Linked DNA regions of Mus musculus: region 1 is linked to region 2. A link is a contact called in public HiCAR-type data. All regions are on one chromosome and are shown on one strand. Each heading gives the region's core, a stretch centred on a gene start, on an enhancer-like site or on the middle of the called end of the contact. The rest is flanking DNA. Distances are from core to core; before and after follow the strand shown.

The links. HiCAR-type assays count read pairs that join an accessible place to other places.
Region 1: a HiCAR-type map of kidney shows a contact between it and region 2, with 2.9 times the contacts expected there. The contact joins two enhancer-like sites. A contact is called at or near these places in 2 of 484 Hi-C or Micro-C datasets (liver and pancreatic cancer cells) and 2 of 115 datasets of contacts at active chromatin or transcription factors (embryonic stem cells and kidney).

What each region holds. Positions count from the first base shown.
Region 1 is chr13:81,321,253-81,327,631 of GRCm38.p6, forward strand. The region is part of intron 83 of Adgrv1 (adhesion G protein-coupled receptor V1); the gene reads right to left. Among named protein-coding and RNA genes, the nearest start is that of Gm32639, 220 kb to the left of the region's middle. Within about 2 kb of position 4,754, at least 6 of the 459 cell types and tissues checked have an H3K27ac peak or open chromatin away from gene starts, as enhancers often do. A contact at or near this core is called in kidney, where this site is marked.
Region 2 is chr13:81,019,698-81,026,344 of GRCm38.p6, forward strand. All of the region lies in intron 1 of 9330111N05Rik (RIKEN cDNA 9330111N05 gene), which reads left to right. Among named protein-coding and RNA genes, the nearest start is that of 9330111N05Rik, 59 kb to the left of the region's middle. Within about 2 kb of position 1,279, at least 13 of the 459 cell types and tissues checked have an H3K27ac peak or open chromatin away from gene starts, as enhancers often do. A contact at or near this core is called in kidney, where this site is marked.

The DNA of each region.
Region 1 (6,379 bases), core at 3,504-6,003, 310 kb after region 2:
AAGTAAACAATAATAGAATTCTAAGGGAAAAAAATGGTACCAGTCAGCTTGACAAGTTACTGTGTAATTCTGTGCACCATTCACGTTTTCACAAGGCCTCACGCTTTAAAAGTCTGTGCACTGGAATGCTCCCAGAAGGTGCCATTCTTTTATGATTGTCCAAAATCAGGGTGCTGGTGCCCAGAAAGCAAAGGCTCGGACAGCAGTCAGGACTTGAGAGTCAATAGCCAAGGCCAGAGTGAAGAAACCTGTGCAATCATAGCCTTTGAATGCGCGTGCGCACGCGCACACACACACACACACACACACACACACACACACACACACACGGGGAATGGTGGGCAGTGCACACTTTGAAGGACCTGATTCAAAGTCATCGTTTTTAGATAGCAGCTTACTATGTGCCCCAGGCTTGCTTTAAGCTGTGGCAGTACTCCAACCTTCATGTCAAGTGCTGGGTTACAGGTGCCACAGCTCACTAAAATACATTTTTGAAATAAAGATTGCAATGTTTCAGAAAAGCAAATTTTCAAACAGCATAAAGATACTGTTCAAGGGGAAATGGTCTGTTGGAGATAATGGGATAAAAGAAAGGAAACAGTAAGAGTTTGTTACTGCAGATCCAAATTATTTCTTAGTATGGAAAGTCTATCCTGTTTCCTTAAGACTGACAAGACAGTGAGGAAAGGTAAGTGTAGCCAGAGCATGTCTTCTGGCAGTCCTTTAAAGACAGGCAGGGAGGAGGGGACCGTCTATGAGGACCATCGCCTTAGGTCCCAGGGCTAGGAACACTATGATTCCCTAAGATGAGCAGAGGCAAAAATAAGGAGCATCTGTCAGTCACCTTAACTAATCACAGAGTTAGAAATACAAAAGGAGGGCTTGCTTAGGTAATCCAGGGTGGGATGAGGGAGAAACAAAGCCCCGAGTGTGAAGTCCTGAGTGAAAGGTGCTGTTGATGAATTCATGGCCATGACACGGCCATGTCACCTACACTATTCTCAGCTCCATGGTCATGGGGAACCCCTCCACTGGTCAGAGTTGATGTTGATAATGTGTGAAGAACATATCCATGAGAATGAGGAGCCTGAAGACTGCTCCTAATGAGATAGGTAAACCTGTCTCCATGATCTAGCTGTATACCATAAGCCCTGCCTCTGTACCTGTGTATCATAACCCTGCCTTCTTGTTCAGAGTGTGTAATAACTCCATCTCTCTGTTCCAATGTATATAATAAATACATTGAGCTCCCAGGGCCCTGTAGTTTCTTCATCAGAGTGTCCCAACTTCCCAGCCATTTATCCATCTGTCCATTACATTTTTATTCCCTCAATGCCCCAATCAGGGTTAACTTTGGAGCAGTGTTGGGAATGGTTTTACAGTGTAGCGAAAAATATCATAGAGAACATATATACTTACATTTACTCATTTACTCCAAAAAACTTTGCAAACTTATTATTACATGTATTCTAATGGCAGGAAGATTGAGCCATGGATATAGTATCAGAGAATATGAAGTTAGGAAAATAGGAACTGATTATATATATAACTTTGCTTTATCTCCATTCAAAACCTGTAATTTTTCCATTCATCTTTGCTACAGCCTATTCATGTTGAGTTTGGAGACTTGTGGGTGTCAAGGAAGCAAAGGGAAATCCTAGAGAAGATGATGAAGAATCTCAACTGGGTGACATGATTGTAACTATAATAAAACAATGCTAACTTCAGAGAAATGGATGGTTGTGTCCTTTCTCAGGAGCAGACTTTTGTTCAGTCGGATAGACATGGCTAGCCATAAAAACACCACAGGCTTCCTGAAAGTGAGGAAAACCTTCCTGTCTGACCTTAAGAGCCCAAGCTGTCCACAACTGTGAACAACTTCCATCAGACTGTGCATCTGTCATGTGACTTGACGGACTCAACTCTGATTGGAACTGTGTCAGCACAAGAGACTTAGCCAATATCCTCAAGGGTTCAAGTACAGAGTTAGAGCTCGGGGCTGGGGTTGGGAGATACCTCAGTCAGATTCCAGTGTCTGCACTTCCTGATTGAGTAACATCTCTTCTCTAATCTCAGTTTCCACATCTGAAAAGGGAATTGTAAAATATCCCTCCCTAAGAGCTGAGGTGAAGATGAAACAGTATGAAACAGATGGAATATTACGGTAGCATGCACTTCACAAACGCTCCATTAAAATAAATGATGTTAATGACCCTGCTAGTGAAACAAGCAAAACAGATTTGGTGGAGAAGGGTGGACTCACTCAAAAACTGTAAGACAACCGAACATCTAGATATTTTGGTACTTGTGAGCCAAGCTCTTCTTTTTGGTTTGCTAAGCATTTTTTATAGCCAAGGGTTAATACTCAGAAAAAAGCTGGTTCTCTTAAACCAAGGGATCATAGACTAAAAGAGTGAAGGCAGTTACAACTGTTCATTGACAACTGCTCTCTGGATTCACTGGAGTTGTTTATTGTGTTAGGTACCATGTGACTGTCAGAGCCAGGTAGTTAATTTTTACCCTTTCTAGACTGTTGAGATTAATTTGTCTTTTTAAAACTGTTGTTACGGATGATTTAGAGAGTCACTAACCTGCTTGGATAGTTACAAAGTTGGTGTTGTGCACATCACCCTGCTTCCAAGGAACTGCCTTGGTTCTATGGATAAATGTAGCTACATGCTGAAATCAGTCACCCTCATTTTTAAGAGCCTGGAAAATAATGAAGATTTAAAATATATTTAGCAAATGATGTACTACGTTCCAGGAAAATTGTGATGAAGAAACCAGATTCTTGATAGTGCAGTAGTTGCTACATCCCTTATGAAAGCAACAGGCAGCTTAGAACAGCAGACTTGCTTATGCTCGCTCTCTGTGACATGATCTGGAAATGAGTCAAGATAGCCCAGTGCTATATCATTACTGTTCTAACTAATGTACAATTAGTCAATGCTATGTGAAAGATGGACTTATGAAGCAACTGTAACTAGAAAGAAGAATGGAAGACATCTGCTATGAAGTTAAGTCAATTAGAATCAAGAACTGAATAGAGCATACTATTTTTAGTGAGGCAGAAACTTTGTAAAATATGTTTCTTCATCTAGTAAACATGAAATAACCAGCATGGAGCCCTAAAATTCAGTACTAAGGTTTTGACACTACAGGGTCTCTCTAATCAGTTGACATAGAATTGCTTCAAGTATTAATAAGAATGTAAAAAACTTAAATTTTAAGTTTTTCCTTCTTTTCTCCCTCCCTCCTTCCTTTTTTTCTTGTTTGTTTGAGACAGGCCTCTTCATGTAACCCTGGCTGTCCTGGAACTTGCTCAGTAAAACATGCTGGTCTTGAACTCACAGAGGTCCACCTGCCTCTGCCTCCCAAAGTCTGGGATGAAAGTTATATGCCACCACCACCAGACTACAAACTTTGATGTATCTTTATATATTTTAAACATTGTTAAATCATACAACTATTCAAGTGTCATTTCAAGTGAAATTTAAAGTTTTAATTTTTAAATTAAATTTAATTATTTAATTAATTATTTAATTCATGTTTTAGAAACTATCATTGTCTTGTTAAATACAAAGGCTACTTGCAATCAACTTACTAGGATGGGATTCCGGAAGGATCCCATGGATATAATAGAAGGCAGATGCAGTGACAGTAGACATTCTTTTTTTATTGGTTATTTTTTTTATTTACATTTCAAATGTTATTCCCTTTCTAGTTTCCCCTCCACAAGCTCCCTGTTCCCTCCTGCCTCTCCCATGCTACTATGAGGGTGCTCCCCCACCCGCCTACCCACTCCTGCCTCAGCGGCCTAGTGTTCCCCTATCCTGGGTCATCAAGCCTCCATAGGATCAAGGGGCTCCCTTCCCAGGGATGCCAGATAAGGCTGTCCTCTGCCACATATCCAGCTGAAGCCATGGATATCCACTCTGTACTCCTTGGTTGGTGGTTTAGTCCCTGGGAGCTTCCGGGCATCTGGTTGGTTGATATTGTTGTTCTTCCTATGGGGCTGCAAACCCTGTCAGCACCTACAGTCCTTGGCTTAACTTCCCCATTGGGGTCCCTGCACTTAGCCTGGCAGTAGATATTCAATGGGAGGCCAATAGCATCTTGTATACAAAGAACATCCCATAATACCTTGCCATATCCCATTTCCCCATGTCCTGGTCCTGTGCCACACTTAAGCCCACAAAATCTAAGACAGTTATTTACAATTTTATCTTTCTAAAACAAATCATTTCAATACAACCTTGCTACCAAAATGGATTTTTTTTCATTAAAAACTAAAATGTATGAACAAATGATTTTGGTAATCATAGCCAGAAGCCTATCATCAGAGTCTCCATGTTTAGACATATTAAATATGAATTCATGAGCCAAAGTCAACCAATGTGTTGTTTTGAAGTTTCTAATCTTGGGACTTTATTTGAGGATGAGGCACGCCCATGCATTTCACTATCCAAGGGCAAATCCAGAGATCCAAAGGCTGGGCTCCACCCATCTATGATCCCTGTGGGGGTGGGTACCCACCTGACACCAGCAGCTCCCAGCAGCCCTGACTTGCAACTCATTGATCAGTGGTTTAGAACCCAATGTGCACCTTTTACTCTCTTGCCATCTCCTTTCCTATCAATCCCCAAATCAGTGTTAATTTTTGAAGGATGTTTTGAATTTCTAAAAGAGGTTAGTCTCAGACACAAAGAAAAGCAAACAAGGTCTTTAGCTGAGCCATGCTCAGCTCATGTGGCTAGTCCCCAGACTTCTGACCAAAGGGCACAGAGATTAATAAGTAATGCTAAAGTCAGAGATCAGTTAGACATCTCCTGAATTTGTAAGCCAAAATCCACAGTTACGCCATAAAACAAACCTTAAAATAATTATTTTAGTATCAAGTTCCTCTAAACCAAATTATTGGCTATTTTTAACTTTTAATTACTATTCAACAATGATAAATAATGCCATGTAAGCTATAATTAAAAATAAATTTCATAAAATGTATTTAAGTAAGCATTTTCTATATAATCTTTGCCACATGCTAATAATAATAATTGCTAGCAAAAAAGTCTGCCTCTGCAAAAAACAATTTGGAAGAGTATATGGTGCTGAGAGGAATGGCTTATTCTGGTTCAATTTGTTATTTTAATACCTGAAAGTTAGAAATGGAAAAACAAAGGACACAGTCACAAACATCACAACCCTTTGAGATTTGATGAGAACACCTGGGCAGAGACTATAAAACCACACCGCTCATAAACCTTCACATTACTTAAGAGTCCTGGTCTCCTAAGAGATCTGGAAGGTAATTAAAATATATTTCAGTGTGGTCCTAAGGTAACTGGTAATTAGCAGAGGATCCCTGGCATCAGGTTGTTGTTGTTGTTTGTGTGGGTAATAAATTCTCTGGTAGACCCAAAGTTCTTATCAGAAATCACGTGACATATGGATGTGATGAACAGGAGCAGAGAGCAGTATCATCAGGTAAAAATAAGTGAAAAACATCACTTTTGCTAAAATTCAATTATTCAGTAAAATAGTATTTATAAAAATTTGAACTACTTTTACATTTGTTTATCGATGACAGAGTGGTAGATTAGCTCAGGCTGGCCTCTATTTCAGTATCTAGCCAAGGCTGGCCTCAAATTTGATCTTTGTGCCTCATTCTCCTGAGGGAACTGTCTTACAGCCATATGTCATCACATGTGGGCTTATAGTTATATCTCAATCTGCATAAAATCTTACTCTGGAATTAGGCCTAAGTAGTTTATTCCTATTTAACACATAAATAATCTTAGTCAAATTACCAAAAAAGGCCCTTTCAGATTCAAATAAAATCAGTTTAACTGTTTAAAAACAGGCACAGGATTCTATCATTCAACTCTCTGTTGAAGGTTTATATGGGAATGCCCCCATGGAGGAGTTAGCAAAGTGACTGACACAGAACATAACCTCCCTTAAGAAGAGTTTGGGGCCTTCAATGTGGCTCAAGGGTAAAAGGAGCTTGCCATAAAGCTGGAGGACTTGACTTGGACTCCAGGGACGTATATTGTGGAATGAGAGCCAATTCCCCCTATAAGCAGCCCTGTAACCCCTACATAGTGCAGAAATAAATAAGCAAGTAAGTAAACATTTTACCCTGAGTTTTAAAACATAGTTTTTATTCAGCTAAACTCAGACACAGTGATTTGATTATCACAGTCAAGTTAAGTGTGGTGAGAAGGTCTTACCAGGCATCTCAAACTCCCCATGATGAAACTCTACATAGTGATCTACCTACAGGGATTCCTGTTGCTGAGGTAGAGCACAGGTATCACATAGCAACAATAAAAGTAGTATGTTTTTGATAAAATAAACACATGTATGTACCTTGAAAGTC
Region 2 (6,647 bases), core at 29-2,528:
TCTGAATGGAAAAGGACATTTCAGCCCTGGGATTTGCCTGAGCTGTCTATAGAGGAAAGGAAAGTTTGAGGAAGCTCTCTGGAAGACGTATTACCTAAGTTAAGATATTTGGGGATTGAGATGAGGTACTAGTAATAACTATGCTGAAAATACAGCTGTGAACTAGAAATCTCTCCAATAAGAATGGATACCCACCGTAAACAAATGTGCACTTGTTTTGTAGCTAATTTGGCAAGAATTCTGACAGTGGGTGTTGGAACAGGGCCTTGCATTTTTATACTAATTGTGTGTCTTAGGTAACAAGGAAGGGCTATCATTTGGACTTAATCCAAGCAAATAAATCATTTAGAATGTGTGTAACGAGAACTGTGTATTCACTATACCATTGAGTTCATAAGGATTAGTCACTAGAACATGAATCAAGTCTCATCCAGGTTGGGGAAAGTACATACTGTTTCAAGCACACCACCTCTCTAATTCCATTACTAATCTTAAAAGCCATGCAAATGTTTTTGTTTTCTTTTGAATTTAGGTCACATTCCATTGTGCAGTGATGTAAGAGCTTTACCCAAGCATGGGACACTAATGAGCAATTTGAGAGATCCACGTCTAAAAACTTCACCTTTGGTCACACACAGCCAGAACTTGGGATCTAAGAACATAGAGTCATTTGATTTGTAAGGTTAATTGTTCACCTGTTTACTTTTGGCATATTTTCTAGGAGGTTAAACTGGAAAAACCAAGCACAGGTTATGGTCCACTTATTTGAGAGAAAAGAAAAATAAACCCGGAGTCGTCCAGTATTTTTCCTACCACATTTGAACATGCTTTTGGCCAGCATTGTTCTCCTCTGCAGACAGCCAAGGTTTGCTATGGTCAGTAGTTTCCAGGCTGCATATATGTCAGCATCAGCTAGGGGCAGTTTAAAAATCCAAATGTGTGGGCTATGTTTACAATCACTTAGATTATTCTTCCAATGGTATTTGATAAACACCAAAGATCACCCCAGCTTGAAGGCAAGCTTGAGAATTGCCCCCACCATGGGAGCTTCTCTAAGTCTGGAATCATAACAATGATTTGAAGAGTTTAGTTCCAGTCCTCCAAGTTGTTTGAAGACCTCAGCATCAAATTATAAACCTGATTTGCTTTACCCCAGCTTTAGTAACTGAAATTTTAGAGCAAACCAAATGAAGAAAAGGGAAGTCTTAGCAATCGAGGAGACCTAATTTTTTATAACAAGACCAGAAACATATTAACTAGACAGATGTGAACAAGTTACTTATTCCCATCAAATCTCCATTCCTGTTCTGAAAAATGGGTCAACGATGCCTTCTATTGAACTGTTATTCTTGCATGCTTTGTTAATCAAAGTAAGCATTCTCTCTCACCTGATCTGGAATTGTAAAATTCCACTTCTGGACAAATCTAGCTCTTCATGTGACTTTATATCCTACTACTTGTCCTCTGCTTTCTTCATGGGAATGCTTTCTCAATCACTACACTCTCCCCCTAAGACCAGTCTCAGATATTCTACCTGCTGACAATTTTTTTTCCTTAAATTTACAAATATATGCTTATTTTTTCTAGATTGCCTGTTTCTGGGCTCAAGTTCTCTGGTAAATAGCATGCTCTAGAACTTCTAACATTCCTTCATACTGTAGAATGTAACCACACACATTGCATGAATTAAGTTTCCTTGGCTGTATTTCTAATTGGACTATCACTCAAATTCTCTTTCACACCTAGGTATTGTGTTTGGTTTTTTTCATTCAACTGAATTTATTATGTACTTACATTCAAGTTCTTTGATCTACACAGTATATTTCAGTACAAAAAGGTTGTCAGTATAAGGACATAGACAAATCTAGGCCTTGACTATCCCTGTATCATTTTTTTGACTCATCAAAATATAACATTTTTATCTTGGTGTGGTGATATAAGCCTGGTACTTAGGGGATAAAGTAAAGAGGATGGATTCAAGTTTGAGCCAGTCTGATCTACATAGTCAGTTTCAGGCCAGTGAGTGCTACATAGCAAGACAGTGCCACAAAAAGCATATAAAAAATATTTATATTTACTCATGCCATAGAATAAGATCATCATTAAAGAAAAATGATTTTAATGTAATTTTAAGGTGGAAACTGGAAACAGAAATAGTAATTTGCTATATTAAGTTATGGTGGGCACTCATGTAGGCCCAAAATTCATCATGAATTTTGAATTGGTAATTTTTCAAAATTCCATTCTTTCTCCTTCAAATATAGCAAGCCCTATGCTGGGATTATTATTGTATACATGGGGAGAAGTCCATGAATTTCCTTGGGAATTATTTTGTATGACATGTGAAGAGGGTATTCTACTTTCAAAACTAAGAGATCTGGCTCTGCTTTTCAATACCTATAAATACATCAAAGACATAAACAGCCAATCTAAGTGAAAGAGTTGGCTGACCACCTTTTACCCCCTACATCATGCAACAATCAGGTAGGTTTTGTCTGTTTCTTCAGTGCACTGTGCTTCAGCCCTGAGTCCCCTTTGTGACTTTCTAAGTGCTTTTTGTGTCTGTAAGCTCCGTGATCTTGCATTTTTTGGGGTGAGGATAGGAAGTGACTGATTCTACCAAAGGCAATTGAGTTATATATGACTACTAGGGGAGAAAAGGAAGATGAAGAGGGGAGGGGAGGGGTAGAGGGGGAAGGGGGTCAAGAAGGCATGGTTTGGCACCTAGTAGATTTAAGAAGTAATACTGCCACCAGGGAATTCATAACCAGTAAATATTAAAGCTTTCCAGTTTCCTTAAGGCTGGCTTCCTAAAACTTAAAAAGTTGGAAACAAAGCTGGATTTAGTAAACCTATATCCATTAGTAAGTTTCTAGCCCCTATGTGCTGGTCTCTTAGGGTGCCCTCTGCTGGGCCCCAACTAATTCTTCTGACATGGGGCAAGAAGTTATGAAACTCACATGCTGAACTCTCATATAGAATAGAAAGGCCATTTATGTCCCAAACTATTAGAATCCTAGCGTTTGCTTCTCAAGCCAACAATCCAGATAAACTAATTGCTGTCTATATGTTTTGTTCTGAAAGTGGGAAAAAGGCAAATTCTCCTGCCAAATTGTCTATATGTTCCCACTGTGGCTTTATGGAGATAATACCTTTACTTCGCATCTAACTCACTGCTGATTAGTGATGGAATGGAGGCCAGAAAAACAGGGGGATGTTCAGAAGAATCAAAAAGGAAAATACTTTCCAACAGGCAGGGCTGTGGGCTTTCTTTAAAGCACGTTGTGTGGGCAGATGTCTTCTCTGGCTGGCTGTCTCTATTACCGGCCCTGATCTGGGCACTTTCACCCTGCTCAGCCAGAAAAGAATACGCATCAGTGTTTACTTTTAAGTGTTTATGAAGAAAGCCTTGAGCTCTTTGGATGTCCTCATCTGGAATCTCAATAACAAGTAGGTACATGGCATTGTCTTGTGGATTCTTTTATCCATAAAGATGTGCAAGGGCTTTATAAACATTGGCGCAACCACGGCAGCCCTATGTACTTTCTCATCTCCTGTACTTCGCTGGGTAATCTCTGTCTGTTAGTACATTTCCCCAGGACTGGTTAGAGCCAGTCATCATAAGAAGAACTTATTATGGAACCAGTACATTTACTTTGTTGAAGATCTTCTAAAAGAAACACTTCATTAAAGAATAAAGTTGTTTTCTTTTGGCCCCCACCTAGCTTCTTGGAAATCCTAGATCTTTGGTATTCCTTGAGTTTAGAATTAGAGAAGGTGAAATATTATGTCTGACCTGTGTTCTCAAACATGCTTCCTTACTGTTTAAATTTGTATCTGGACATTTGTACTGTTGAATATATCTCTTTAGAGTCCAGATCAACTGAACTGTTAACATATTATCAAGCTGAACTGGTCATGGTGGCATGTGCCTCTGATCTCACCACTGGGAAGGCAGAGGCAAAATGATCTGTGTGACTTCAAGGCTAGCCTGGTCTACATATCGAGTTCTAAGATAGCCAGGGGCTATATACAAAAAACCTGTCTCATAAAACAAAATATATCAGGTTAATAATGTACTTAATGTTAGGAACTCAGAGGTCTTAAAACAAATTTTTGTGAAATTAGGAGATTTCCCAAATCCCTGGCCCTCACTTTTTCTCTCCTTAAAATTTATTGTGCAATTTGTACCTTTTCCTTTTACACATCCATCTTTGACTTAAGGCAAAAATAATTGCTCTCATTGCTTTTTAGTTATTGAAACTTCCATACTCACATTTGAAATTTGAAAATGCTTTGGTGAGAGCCAGCCATTGTCATGGCTCCTGATATGTGTCTGTCCATAGATATATGTATCTGATTTGTAAAGTAGGATCTCAGAGGAAGAGAGAAGGAAAGGACCTAGTTGTGGAGAGCCGTGCTGCGAGCAATCGCCATTATAAGATGGCGCTGGCTTCCGCTGTGCCTAACTAGTAAACAAGCCTTGTGCGCAAGTGCGAGAGTGAACTCACGCCTAGTCACTGCCCATCTCGGGGCGTAGTAATGAGGTGATGGGCGAGCAACAAATCAGGAGCTGACATGCCACATCAGGTGCTGAAACACCATGCTGAGGGCTATATAAGCAGCACCATTTTCCGGGGTCTGGGTCTTCCCTCCTTAAGAAGCAATAAAGCTTGCTGCAGAAGAATCCGGTTGTCTGAGTGTGTTCTTGCTGGCGAGAACGATAGCTCGGGACAAGTGGCGCTGAGAAACCTGGGAACTGCATACCATCACCGGTGCAAGGGAGATCCCCCGTTCGCGGGGCTGGTTCAGAACTGCGGGACACGTAAGGCTCTGTAAGGTATGTTCGGTCTTGAAATTTCTCCAGTGTTAGAGGCCTTTTTGTATGTTTTCACGGGGCTCATTCTTTTTCTTTTGATCACGTACTGCTTCCACCGCTGGAACTGCTGACTGGTTCTCAGTCATGGTCAGGCACAGTTAGACAACAGGGCAGCGAGCAGTATGGGAACTTCCCACTCCGTAGTGACCGCCTTATGGTCGGTCTTGAGGCAGTGTGGCCTAAAAATTGCCATTAAGACTATAGAGGGTTTTGTTAAAGAGATAGATCACGTAGCACCGTGGTATGCGTGCTCAGGGTCATTAACTATCGCCTCTTGGGAGAAACTGAAAGGAGATCTAGTTAGGGAACAGCAGAACGGCAAACTTAAAGCAGGGACCATGCCGTTGTGGAAACTGGTAAGATCATGCTTAACAGACGAGGATTGTCAGCAAATGGTTGAGGTGGGACAGAGGATACTGGAGGAGGTTCAAGACAGTCTATCAGAGACAGAGCGGGGGAGAGAGATTAAGAATTGAAACGAAACAAGGTGCACCAAAAAATAAAGGCCTTTCCACGGGCCTTGAGCCCGAGGAAAAGAGAAATAAGGGGAAAAAAATGCCCTGGGAGAGCTTGGAAAAAGGGATGGAAAGGGAGAGAAGAAGAGAGATCGAGCTGGGGAGGCACATAAGGGAAGGAGCCTCTATCCGCCATTAGAGGAGTTCAAGGCACTAGCTGTTAATAGCTCAGAATTGGATAAGGAACTTAGCTCCTCTGAGGAAACAGACTTAGAGGAAGAAGCGGCTTGCTATGAGGGAGAAAGATACCAGCCAGATGAAGGACGAGCTAATCAGTCACAGAATAAGACAGAAGCAGCTAGAGACAACTGTCAGTTCGCTGCGCGGTCTCCGGGCCCTCGACCTCTGGGTCCTAGTGCACCTCCGCCCTATGTGCAGAGGTATCATTCAGACTCATTCATTCCAAAAGAGGAACAGAGAAAAGTGCAGCAAGCATTTCCAGTCTTTGAAGGCGCCGAAGAAGCAATAAAGCTTGCCGCAGAAGAATCCGGTTGTCTGAGTGTGTTCTTGCTGGTGAGAACGATAGCTCGGAACACCTAGTCAGAGAAGAACACAGGCTGATGGTGGATTGGCAAGTTAGGAGACCCAGCCTGCTTTTGTCCTGGAGGACTTTCACAGAAGGGCAGCAGTGGGATGAGAAGGCTTCTGGCAGTTGCATGGAGAAGGGATGCTGGGAAGGTATGCTGAGAGAGTGGGGGTAAATAGAACCCAAATGCAGAGTCATCAGTGAGTATGGAAGAGGAGGAGATGTGGTGAAGCTCACAGGTCTAGCCAGTCCCTTACAGTCCTCAAGCAACTGTGAGTACATGAAGTGCTAGTCCAACATACAACATAAAAGGGTCAACCTACATACTACTTTTAGCACAGTAGCATCTTCTTTTTCCTCTAAAGATTTAAAGTGGGTTGTGGGGCATTGGGCTATGTACAGACAGGCTAGTCTCCAGTCAAGCTGAGATGCTGAACCCCGGGACCCGGTGATGATAATTCATCTACATGGGACAGAAGGAGTTCTCTCATGCTCCTGGAACTCTGGCTTCTGCCTAAGTTACCGCCCCCCACAGCCCCCACAAGAGGAGCATGGTTAGAAGTCACATAGACAATGTCCCAAGCTTCTGACCTTCAGGCTAAACTCCTCCACAGTTACCTAGCAACAGAAAAGATAGCAGCATACTTTAAAAGGGGCTGTTTGGCCCCTCCTTGTCTCTCTCTCACTCCTCTCACTCTTCTTGCTCCCTTGCTCTTACTCCTTTTTC